Linked DNA regions of Sus scrofa: region 1 is linked to region 2. A link is a contact called in public HiChIP or PLAC-seq data. All regions are on one chromosome and are shown on one strand. Each heading gives the region's core, a stretch centred on a gene start, on an enhancer-like site or on the middle of the called end of the contact. The rest is flanking DNA. Distances are from core to core; before and after follow the strand shown.

Evidence for each region. HiChIP or PLAC-seq counts read pairs in DNA pulled down with a chosen protein or histone mark.
Region 1: an H3K27ac HiChIP or PLAC-seq map of alveolar macrophages shows a contact between it and region 2. The contact joins the promoter of ZSWIM4 here to the promoter of ASF1B in region 2. A contact is called at or near these places in 2 of 5 promoter capture datasets (fetal skeletal muscle and liver), 2 of 47 Hi-C or Micro-C datasets (heart right ventricle and skeletal muscle) and 1 of 2 datasets of contacts at active chromatin or transcription factors (alveolar macrophages).

Annotation. Positions count from the first base shown.
Region 1 is chr2:65,332,465-65,338,716 of Sscrofa11.1, reverse strand. It overlaps ZSWIM4 (zinc finger SWIM domain-containing protein 4), which reads left to right and starts at 1,752. Exons shown (of 14, transcript XM_005661247.3): 1 at 1,752-3,538; 2 at 6,132-6,252. The coding sequence starts at 3,386.
Region 2 is chr2:65,060,367-65,066,656 of Sscrofa11.1, reverse strand. ASF1B (anti-silencing function 1B histone chaperone) reads right to left here and starts at 3,471. Exons shown (of 4, transcript NM_001137625.1): 1 at 3,272-3,471. The coding sequence starts at 3,380.

The sequences.
Region 1 (6,252 bases), core at 503-3,002, 270 kb before region 2:
AGACAGTGAGCTCACGGCGGCGGGCCGGATAAATGTGGTTCCATTTCCCTGAAGCTCAAACTGGCTGCACTGAGCAGCGAGGACTTGTGGGGTAGCTGGAATCTCCCTCTCAACCTCTCTTTCTTAAAAGGACTGTTATGAGGAGGGCAGACTTGAAATAGGCCTGGAGGCTTCATCCTGGAGGCACCCCCATTTTCCCAGGGGGCTGACTTCTCACATTCTCCAGAGATCACTGTGTGGCCTTGGGCAACTCTCTGACCCTCTCTGGACCTCATTCCCCTCCTCTGTAAAATCTGGGGCTCTGAATAGAATCTTGGTATTTCCCAAACTTCACATTTGATCCCCAGCCAAGGTGACAAGACCAGCCTGCCCACCAGGGCTTGAATGCCGGCCCTACCCTCTCCTGCCCCGGACCTTGGTAAAGTCATCTGACTTTTCTGTGCCTCAGTTTTCTCATCCATGATATGAGGATGATGACAATATTAGTATCTACTGTTAGAGAATAAAAGAAAACAGCCTCACTATGTGATGATCCATTCTCTGTTTCTCCTAAACACCCTCTGTTCCACCAGCCTGGAGTGCCTTCTCTGCTTCACCATTTCAGGACACCCACTGAAGCATCCTCAGGGATAAGGACCAGGCACATACTAGATGCTCAAGGAGCCCACCTGGAAAAGCCAGACCCTGGGTCCTGTTTGCCAGAGAAACACCTGCAAGACTTGTTTTGCTGAAATTCTCCCTCCACCCATCCCTCCTTCCCCATAAGTTTATCTTTGCTTCAAATCCTTGCAAGAAAGGCACACTCTAGGGAGTTCCTGTTGTGGCTCAGCTGGTTAAGAACCTGACTAGTATCCATGAGGATGAGGGTTCCATCTCTGGCCTCACTCAGTGGGTTAAGGATCCTGCGTTGCTGCAAGCTGGTGTGTAGTTTGCAAATGCAGCTCAGATCCTGGCTCGTGTTGCTGTGGCTGTAGTGTAGGTCCTCAGCTGCCGCTGCTCCAATTCAACCCCTAACAGGAACTTCCACATGCCGCAGATGTGGCCCTAAAAAACAAAGAAAGAAAAGTAAAGAAAGGACAAGTTCTAATAGGTCTCAAGTTTCCCAGTCTGGGTGAGCTTAGGCAAAGACTCCACCTCTCTAAGCCTCAGTTTCCTCATCTGAGAAATGGAGACAACCATCCCCATTTTTCTTTCTTTCTCTTTGTCTTTTCTAGGGCTGCACCCGCGACATATGGAGGTTCTCTATGGCCTCCAAGAGCTCCGTCTAATCAGAGCTGTTGCCACCGGCCGACGCCACAGTCACAGCAACACCAGATCCCAGCTGCATCTTCGACCTACACACAGCTCACAGCAACACCGGATCCTTAACCCACTGAGCAAGGCCAGGGATCGAACCAGAAACCTCATGTCTCCTAGTTGGATTTGTTTCCGCTGTGCCACAATGGGAACTCCCAAAATAAAAATTCTTTTTTTTTTTTTTTTTTTTTTTTTTTTGCCTTTTTGCTATTTCTTTGGGCCGCTCTCACGGCATAAGGAGGTTCCCAGGCTAGGGGTCAAATCGGAGCTGTAGCCACTGGCCTACGCCAGAGCCACAGCAACACGGGATCCGAGGCCCCTCTGCAACCTATACCACAGCTCGCGGCAACGCCGGATCGTTAACCCACTGAGCAAGGGCAGGGACCGAACCTGCAACCTCATGGTTCCTAGTCGGATTCGTTAACCACTGCGCCACGACGGGAACTCCAAAAAATAAAAATTCTTAATGAGATATTTTGCCTTCTTTTGTGCCTACTATGTCTCCAAAATCCAATGTGTTTTACATTTATAGCAGAGCCCAATTCAGGTCAGCCCCATTTCAAGGACTCAAAGACCACTTGTAGCCAGTGGTGACCATACTGGACAGTGCAGGTGGGAGGGAGTTGGGAACTGGCCAGAAAGTGCAGCTGTGAAACTGGAAATTCCTGGAAGGAAAAAGCCAGATTTTCCATATGGGGTGGGGCAGGGGGTGGCAATCAGGCCACTTGAGTTTTTCCTGCTCTGTAGACATTTCAGTGGAATGGGAGCAAAGCTGGAGTTGGTTCAGTCAATAATTTATATATAGATTGACTGCTCTATGGCCGGAGCTGATCAGGTGATAGCGGTAAAGCAGTGCACCAGTTAGACAAACTACGGCATCTTGAAGCTCACCATGGAGAGGGGAGAGACAGAAAATAAACAACTTCTAAAATAAAGAAAAATAACGGTAATGGAGAGAAGAGTGGCAAGGAAACTTTGGGTTCTCTAAGGACCTGGAGAGGGAGAACTGTAGGGGGAGTGCGCTGGGGATAAGGTATGATGACCACCACCCATGTCATGGTCAGAGATATGACCCAGACAAGGTGAATCAGAAAAAAGCAATTAGAAGTGGTCAGCTTTGACATTTATTACGTTAAACCTAATGAAAATGCCATTTAGTGTATCAAAAATGATTGAAAAATCAGTAATTTCATATGACTCAACGTAATATTTAGGGCAAAGAATGGATTGGGGATTCTTAACTTGGGGCTCAAGGACGGGCTTGAATTGGGCTCTATTTCTAGAGAAGGGATCTATGGCCTCCAAGAGCTCCGCCAAAGGGCATGTGATCCCTCAAGTCTCGCAAAGCCTCAAAACTTGACCTGGCGCCCAGAGAGCCTGAGTTTTTAACCTCACACAGTCCAGGGGGAGGAGGGGCTGAGCCGCTGTCCCGGGGATCCCGCCGCTCTGTCTCGCTCCCGGGCCGAGCCGTGTTGATTGTCCCCTCGCGGGGCCCGGAAGCGACCCTCAGTAAACAAAGCCGTGTGTGGGCTCAGCCCCAGCTGCCCGGGGAGCGCTGTCCAGCCCCGGGGGGGCGGGGAAAGAATGTTGTGAATGAACCCAGGACCCGCCCCGAAACTCCGCTTCAGGCCGGCCCTGCAGGGGGTCCTCCCACTGTGATTGGTCTTCGGTGCCCGGTGATTGACAGCGCCGCTCGCTGAGCGCTCTGAATGGGTTGTTCCGAAAAGACAGGCAGCTCATGAAACGAATGATGAGCGAGGAGTTGGAGACGGGTATGGAGGTGCAGCCAATGGTGGATGAGAGCCTCGGAGGCCGAAGGGAGTGCCAATGGGGACTGGCGACGGAGGCGGGACGATGGCGGAGCATAAAGCGGCGGCCGAGGCAGCTTCATTGTTGTGAAGAGTCTTAAAGGGGCCGCAGCACCCCGCCGGCCCGGTGCGGGGGCGGGGGTGGGTGCGGCGGGAGTCCGGGGTCAGCAGAGCGCGGACGAAGGACAAGAAGAGAGGCAGGGGTCGCGGGAGCGGGCGAAGAGGAGCAAGCATCAGACCGACCCCCTCGAACAGGCCCCGCCCCGGCCCGGCCCGGCCGGATGGACCCCCCAGCGGCCAAGCGGAGCCGGGGCTGCCCCGCAGGACCGGAGGAGCGCAACGCCGGGGTCGCGACCGTGCGCGGCCGGGGCCGACCCGAGGCGCTGCTGGACCTCAGCGCCAAGCGAGTAGCCGAGAGTTGGGCCTTCGAGCAGGTGACTGAGGAGGGGGGTGGGGAGGGACCCAGAAACCCACCCCCAGCCTCTTCTACGACGTGCCTTCTCTCCCTCTCCAGACCCCAGACTCCGGACCTGCCCCCATCGCAGACACCCCCAGAGATCGCCAAGATCCTTAACCCTGATCCCAAGACACCCCCTCATCCTCCCATTTCATTCCTTCAAACTCTATGACCCACTCCCATCCCTTCCCCCACAGCCCTGCCCTTCAGCCCACAAGACCCAGTGGTGCCCTCAGTGCGCTGATCCCATCCGGGGACAGTTTCTCTCCTCCTCTCACAAGCTTAGTGGTCGTCTCATAAGCCTGAGTATCTCTCTTTTCCCAGCTCAATTCAATTAGGGCACCGCATTCAATCCTCGTTCTTCTCTCCAACTGCTACACCTCCACCACCAACCCCATTTGTGAACAGACCAGATCTCAATCCCTAGAGACTCCAGATCTCTGTCCTACACCCCCAGTAGAGAACTCCCTCATTTATATGGATCTCATCCTCAAGATACTCCTATCTGTCCCCATCCCTGCCTTCAACCTCCATGACCCCCCTGTCCCATGGAGACCCCCTTCTCTTGCAGAACCTACCCTCAGGCCCTGATAAATATACCCCCTCAGTAATTCTGAGATCACTTCCCACTTGGGGCTGCCCAGCCCCCTCCTAGCTGCCTGCAGAGATTACTCCATTGTCAGAGTCCCCCCTCCCCATTACCCCATGCTCACCTTCCCCTCCCTCCCTCCACAGCCATCTCAGTCTTTCCAGGGCTGGGCAGCAGGTGCTAGTACCTGGACAGGTGCACCTGGAACCCTGCCCCTATAGCTTCTGGGGGCCCTTACCAGGATGCCCCAGGGCTGAGGCAGTTAAAGACACCTTTCCAAGCCTCAGTGTGGGCCCCAAGGATCTGGAGTTGTGGCCAGGATGTGACCAAGCCTTCCTCGGTACCCAGAAGCTCTGTCCTCTCTTTGGCTTTCGTGGGGGCCTTCTTTGCTCCCTGGCCCCTCCAGAGTTAGGAAGTCTGCCGGGACTGATGGTTCTGGGCCAAGTGTGGATGGGGCAGGCTCTGATTCACAGCCTGGAAAATCCCTCCTTAGTCATCTGCCAACTGTCCCCGAGGCCTGGGCTGGTCATTGGTCCTCCCACTTCCCCCTGAAACCCAGGACTGGGGGATTCTGAAAGGTCCCTGCCCCTCATTGTGTGTGAGACCCCACCCCCCACCCCGAATAATCCTGAAACCTTCTCCAGGGCTCCCATGGGCCTGCCCAGGGCAGGTCTGGCCCTAGGAAAACTCTTGCCCCACAGAAGCTCATGGAATCCTTTGCCACCCTTTGGGAGTTCTGCTTCTTATTTGAGGAAACTGGGGCACAGAGAGGTTGAGAAACTTGCCCAAGGACACTCAGCCAGTGAGTAGCAAACCCGGATTGGAACACAGGCTCAACCTGCTCAATTCATTGCTCAGAGTCCCCCGGGGGAGCAGGATACCCCTCCCTTCCTGGGGCCCCTTAGAAGCTGGAACTGAGAGCTGGTCTTGGGAACTGCAGCTCCCTAGCTGTGGGACCCTGAACAGGTAAATTCACCCCACCTCTGAGCCTCAGATTCCCCAGGCTGCAAAAGTATCACTGGGTTGTTGCTACGAGGATTAAGGGAAATCGCATACGTAAAGCATTTAGCACGCACATTTAGCACGCACGTGTAGGCTAAGGATTCCTAGGCCTGGAGTTTCCATCGCGGGTCAGTGGTTAATACACCTGGGAGCCATGAGGTTTTGGGTTCAATCCCTGGCCTTGCTCAGTGGGTTGAAGATCCGGCATTGCTGTGGGCTGTGGTGTCGGTCGCAGATACAGCTCCGATCTGGCGTTGCTGTGGCTGTAGCCGCAGGAGCGGCCCTGGAAGAGGCAAAAAGACAAAAAAAAAAAAGAAAGAAAGAAAGAATTCCTAGGCCTGATCCCTAGTCTTCTTATCACTTTTGTCTTCCTTCCTCCTGTACCCCACCCCCACCCCAAAGCCTGAGAATTGAGACTACCTTACATTAGGCTCCTAGGACCTGGGGCCTGACATCCCTGAGGGAAGTAGCAGAAAGTTCTAGAACACTAACTATGGGCCAGGTGTTATTGTAAGCACTGTACATATATTAATGTATGTTTAATGCTCACAATACCAGGAAGCAGGTGCTCTTAACATCTTTTTGTTTGTTTGTCTTTGTTCTGTTTTTTGTTTTGGTGTTTTTAGGACCATAGTCGCGGTTTTGTGGAAGTTCCCAGGTTAGGAGTCGAATCGGAGGTGCAGCTGTGGCCTGTGCTACAGCCACAGCAGTAAGGATCCAAGCCAACCTACACCACAGCCCATGGCAACACTGAATCCTTAACCCACTGATCAGGACCAGGGATCAAACCTGCGTCCTCATGAATACTAGTCAGGTTGTTACTGCTGAGCCACAACAGGAACTCGCAACATCTCCTTCTTACGCTTGAGAAAACCTGAAGCTTGGAGAGGCACAGTGACTTGCCCAAGGTCACACTACTATAGGTGGCAAAAGCAGACTCAGGGGCTGGGGGTTTCTAACATACCCGCCCTTCCCACAGGTCGAGGAGCGGTTCTCCCGGGTGCCGGAGCCAGTCCAGAAGCGCATCGTGTTCTGGTCATTTCCACGCAGTGAACGGGAGATATGTATGTACTCATCACTAGGCTACCAGCCCCCAGAAG
Region 2 (6,290 bases), core at 2,222-4,721:
AACCAAGCAGCCAGGCAAATGGGTCATAGTGACTCCCTCTGCACAGGCCAGAAAGAAACCAGAGAACTAACCAGGACTACAACAGCGAAATACTTACTCAAGAGTTAGAAGATCTGATAAAATCATCTGTGGAGGATAGAAGATGATCAAAATGAGGATCTACAAATTGGAATTGCCTTAAACTTGCCTAAGTTTTTTAAGCAGAAGTATGCTTAAAAGTGACTTTATTTTTGTTAGATATGGGGTGTCAGTAATCAACACAGCAAAAACTCATTCCTACTGAATACAGGACATGTTTGCATACAGGTAACACTGTGTACTTAACCTTCTGAGAAATTTTAAGGGTAAACTGACTACATTACATTTTGTCTTTATGCCTTAACTTTATAATCTAACCACTGCACAAGATGGTCCTCCCTTATGTATGAAAGCAAACCCCAAACCAATGATGATGAAAGACATGTAAAAACAAAATTACTGTAGTTCAACTAGCTGGAGAATCTGTTCCGTGATTTTAAAAACAACTTATTGGAGTTCCCTGATGGTTAAGGATGCAGCATTATCACTGCTGTGGTGCAGGTTCGATCCCTGGCCTGGGAACCTCCACATGCCATGGGTGAAGCCAAAAATTAAAAAACAAAACCAACTTAACCAATAGGGCTTTTTCTGTTTATCATTTTCCCTTTATTTATAATCATACATATGAACCTTGGCTTGTCTATAGCATGTTAAGTGTGGGTCAGAACATCTGGCTCTAAGACTTATTCAAGCAGCATCCGTTGAATTTCTCAATTAAATAGGGGAAAAACACATCTAATGTATTGAATGTGGACTCATGATTTGCAAACATCTATTTCCAGATGCTAAGAAGAAGAGAGAGCAAAAGAGGTTCAGAGCCCTTGAGAAATGGGTCAGACTGGGGGCTGAGTGTTCAAATCTTCAGTTACCAGTATCTGAAGTCACTAGGAAACAAGACTGAGATTTCTCCAGGATCTGAGAGAATTCTAAAGCCAGACCCACTCCATCTGTTTGGGAGGCAGGAAACAAATTCTCTCTGCTCTGTGGGAAGAGGCAGAAAGCAAGTTGGCAGGTCAGAGTCAAGGATAGCCCTAGAGGTACAACAAAAGACTCTACATTTCCAGGTTTTCTAACTGGAATTTCTCTGAGCAAAAGCTTCACTGTCCAGGTATAATTAATAATAGCACCACCTTTCCCTCTTTTGACAGTGTTTTCATGTGGAAATAAAATCTATGGTCAGTCCTATTTACATTCCACAGGAGAGGCCTTTCCCTGGTTACAGAAAGATAAAGAACTTTGGACAAAGAACTCAGAGACAAGACCTAGTGTCAATAATTCTACAAACTGGCTATGTGACCTTGGAGAAATCATTCCATTTCTCTCTATTAAAAGATAATGACCGGGGATCCCAGTGTGGCTCAGTGGTTAATGAAGCTGACTAGTAACCATGAGGTTGCTGGTTTGATCCCTGGCTGAGCTCAGTGGGTTAAGGATCTGGCGTTGCCGTGAGCTGTGGTGTAGGTCGCAGATGAGGCTTGGATCCATCGTTGCTGTGGCTGTGGTGTAGGCCGGCAGCTGTAGCTCCAATTTGACCCATAGCTTAGGAACCTTCATATGCTGTGGGTGCAGTCCTAAAAAAGAAAAAAAAAAAAGAAAGATAATGATCAGCAGGTTGACTTTAGCCTTTCCTGTGCTGATTCTAGTAACAGATTAGTAAAGTAACAGGAGAGGAACTTTGTAGGAGTAAATGTACTAGATAATGACCATGCAACCATGTTTAACCCCGAGGATCACAAACAGACATACTGAAACTCAATCTTCTGCCATCTGGCTCTGTGAATCCCTTAACCTATTAGCTCCTTACATCTCCTCCTAGCTTTAAAATGAAATCTTATTCCACAGGGTGATTCTTCACTTTATTTATTTACACTGTCTTGTTCCAGAAAGGATTTAACTGGGCTTATACTATAGTCACAAGTAGATTCCTTAATTTAGAAAGGAGAGAAACAGGGAAGATTGATCCATTGGCCCAGTCTAAGCACACACACACACATATATCAAAAGGGTTATCAACTCCAGGCTAGACCAAGTGGCTAATTTGCATGCAAAGCACACACCTACCACTGAGAGGTGCTAGTTAGCACACCCTGGCCTCACAGATCTCCACCTCCTTAGCCGCTGCCTCTTAACCACTAAGTGGAGAAGAGGTCTAATGGAGTACTTTCTCCCGAAAGTGGTGCCAAAACTCTCTGAATGACCTTAGATTTTTTTTTGATTTTTATAGAAGTACAAAAAAGGTGTTTTACTCTTTGTGGATCCCATGCTCTCATCTGTGAGATGAGAGTCATGTCCACCTTTGTCACACAGATGAATAAGTACATCTATAAAAGCGCCTTGAAAAAGATGCACAAAAGGTTGTGACCTCTGAGCTGATTGAAGCCAGATACCTTCATGGCTCAGCCTGGCATACCCACCCTCCAGATTAGGTCAGACCATCAAAAGTGGGGGAGAATTGCTACAGTAAGTCAGCAGGAATCTGGCAGGCAAATGGTAAGAACCAACTTATGCTTGTTTGGCCATGCTTCCCCAGGTAGAGCATCAGCAAGCAGGGAGGAGATTATGGGAAGACAGATGGGAAGATGGGGGTGAGTGAGGTCTTGTCACAGGGGGAGAGGGTCTTCATTGGGAAAATGGAACAGGGGGCTGAAGTTGCCATATAGGAAAGGGGCGGGAGCTGGGGTTTCCATAAGGAAAATGGGAGGGTGCTGAGGTTTCCATAGGGAAATTGGGAGGGGGCTTGGATTTCCATAGGAGAAATTCGAGGGGGCTGGAGGTTGGGGTTTCCATAGGAAAAAAGTGAGATGGGAGTGCCTCACCACAGGGGACAGCCTTTTGGTGGGGAGGACTGAATGGCTGGAATGGCGGCTTGCCCCTAAATAGTAGGTAGGTAGGGGCAGTCTCTTGCTACAGGAAAGTCAGGGTGGCTGACGGTCTCTACCTAGAAAACGGGTACCCAAGAGGAGAGCTACAGGAAAAAGAGGGGGATAATGAGGTTTTCACGGGGGAAAACGCGAGTAACCATAGGGGTACGGTGAAGGGGTAGTTTCCCAAAGGGGAGGTTAAGGCTGGGGGTGGGTGTTGGTTTACGGGAAATCAGATTTGGGGGAGAGGGGGTGTTTCACAGGGTTGTCTCCAAGGGGAGGGTCGGGGCGGCCCAGGGGAGGGGGGTCGCTCCACGCAGGCCCAGTCTCACCGTCCGTCAGGGCCTCATTGCACTCGAAGCTGATCTCGAACCGGAAGGGGCTGTGGAAAGGGCTCGGATTCTCCAGAACAGCCACGTTCAGCACCGACACCTTAGCCATTGCCTCGTCGGGCCGAGGCTGAAGCCAGAGCTGGGGCCAAGACTACGTTTGGGTCTTGTCAGGTCAGCAGAACAGCGTTACCCAAAACTGCTCGCGCCTCCTCCGATCGCGGTCTGAAGAGCTAATCTTCTTCGCGCGCCTCCTTCAAATAGCCGGCCCCACCCTCCAGCCAATCACCGTCAACGCTCCCTGGCGGCGCGAGCGCCCCCCCAGCCAATCCTGGAGCGTCGGTAGGCAAGCGCCGAGACTCCCGAGACCAATCGGTGGAGCTCCCTCTTCTGGATGCGGGAGGGAGGCGGGACAGTCTCTTGGCTTCTTTGGGAGTCCGCCGGGAACCAATCCCTAGAGTCTCCGACTCGAATGTCAAGGGCGGGGTGGGCGGGGTCAAAACGCAGGGCTCTTCTTGGCCAATCCCGAGGGTCCCCGCACTAGCGCTGTCCGGACTTAGCCCCGCCCTTCCGGGAGGTGCTTCCAGCCGCGGGCAGCGCCGCCAACCGTCAATTGGTGGCGCGCGGCGCTCGCCAAATCCCCTCTTAAAGTGCGGGAAGGGCGGTGCTTGACCTGCGGTGATTGGCAGGCAGGGGTGGGGCGGGAATAAAGCCGATTCTCTGAGAGTTTATTGGCTGAGTTGACCTTGGGGGGCGGGAGGAAATAAGACTCGGTGGGGGATTCGTAGGAGTGGAGCGGAAGTCGACTGCCGGCGCTGTTGAGCGGGGTGTAAGAAGAGAAAGGAAGAGCGTTTGCGGCTCTGGAGTCTCAGCAGGTGAGCGTTGCCGGAAGTTTCTCTATGGGTCTCCTGGCCCTTCAGGCCCAGCGGCCCGGGAGTCCGTTGTGAACGTTGTGAACGTTTAACCCATCCCTGAAGGGAGACGGTGTGACAGTAACGGGGCTCACGGGGGCCTGGGTCGCGGGAGTCGGGCTTGGTTCGAATCCGGCTTTTTCCCCTTCGAGAGCCTCTGGGGAGGTTTCAGGTAGACACGCTGTAAATGAGAGTTCGAGTCCGGCCTCTTCCACTTACCTCTCGAGGCCACCCTTCCCCGCGCGTTGAACAGGGTCATGAAAATTTACTGGCAGGATTTATGACTGCATAATACATCTAGAAACTTTACTCCCACACTGGGGCTGGAGCGCCGTCGCCCCCTGTCTGGAAGACTGTAGGGACATCCGCACTCACTCCCTGCTTCCACCTGTGACAGCGCACCTAGTTTTACACTTTTCTGAAGTTAACCACGTTTTTTAAAAAAGTTTAAAAAGTTAATTTTAACATACTCTTAAATATATTAAAATTTAGCTGAAACACCTTTTCAGCATATGTTCAGTATTAAAAAATACAACACAGGTAGCTTACATTTTGTTACTCAGCACGAAGCTGTTGAAATCCTTTATTTTACTTAACAACACGTCTGTGATCTGGACGCTACATTTTCACTGAAAATTAGCTTAGATTTCATAAAATTTACAGCTGTATTGTAGACTCATATGCCCACGCTGTTCCCAGCAAGCTTAAAAGTTTCCCATGAGTTAGATCTCATGTCGGTTTTATTTATTTTTTTAATTGTATTTTTTTTTTTTGTCTTTTTTTTTTGCTATTTCTTGGGCCACTCCCGCGGTATATGGAGGTTCCCAGGCTAGGGGTCTAATCGGAGCTGTAGCCACCGGCCTACGCCAGAGCCACAGCAACGCAGGATCTGAGCCGTGTCTGCAACCTACACCACAGCTCACGGCAATGCCGGATCGTTCGTTAACCCACTGAGCAAGGGCAGGGACCGAACCCGCAACTTCATGGTTCACTAGTCGGATTCGTTAACCACTGCGCCACGACGGAAACTCCTCATGTCGGTTTTAAATTGAAATGTTAGTTGATGAAAGTTAGGTGATATGAAATGTTCCTTTTCACAGTGGCACTAAACACATTTCAGATGTTCATGATCCTCTGTGGCCACTGTGTTATTGGACAGCAGCAGGTCTGAAATAAATTGGATCAGTCACCTCTCTGCTTAGTATGTGAATGGTTTTCTGTTTTCAGTGTGAGAGTACTGTCTTCAAGACTCTTCATGCTTTGTTTCTTACTACCCACCCAGCCGCAACTTGAGTCCAGCCAAACTGACCCTCTTTTTGTTCCATAAAAATCTGACATGACTCTCCCACCTCTTTTTCAGCTCTTGGCATGGCTGGTGCCTTCTTGTTATTCAGATCTCTGCTCAAATGTCTTCTCTGAGTTGAAACCTTTCCAAGGGTCCTCTGAACAGTGTTCAAACTCAAGAGAATGTAAGTCTGAACAGTACTGTTTCAAGCCCAAGCTTTTCTTATCCATGCTCCTCTGTGGCCTCATGATGCTAGACATTTATTTGTATCTACACCTCACATTAAGTTAAAACAAAAAAAAATTTTTTTTTCATTGCAAGGACTTTTTCCCCATTGAAACAATTTAGCTGCAAGAAAATTCACATTATTATTGGCTGTGATTTCTTGGCAGTCTTTGGGCATACTTGGGAACTTTTGTGACTTGAGAAAATCTAATTTTCAAATTATTTCCAAATGTAATTTGGTTGCTTATGAATATGAAATTTGATGAATGAAGTTGTTATGATGTTATGTTTTCTAGATGTTTAATTAAACATTTATTCATTACAACTTTGTAGTTTTCTTTTTGCATTGTGGAGCTTTTTTCTCTTTATCCCTGGCCCCAGCCTTTTCTTAGCCCCTGAAAAGCTCATCATCCACGAGCATTATGTCTCTGGTACTACTGAAGAAAATGGCCCTGTCTATAATGCCTTCTCCCTACAGCTGACTGAATAATCTTCAGTTGTAAACCAGATCATGTCATTACCCTGCTTAAAACCTTCAAAGGCTTATCATACTTAGAATGAAACTTAAGATCTTTTGTCTGGCTTAGGAGGCCCTGCCCAG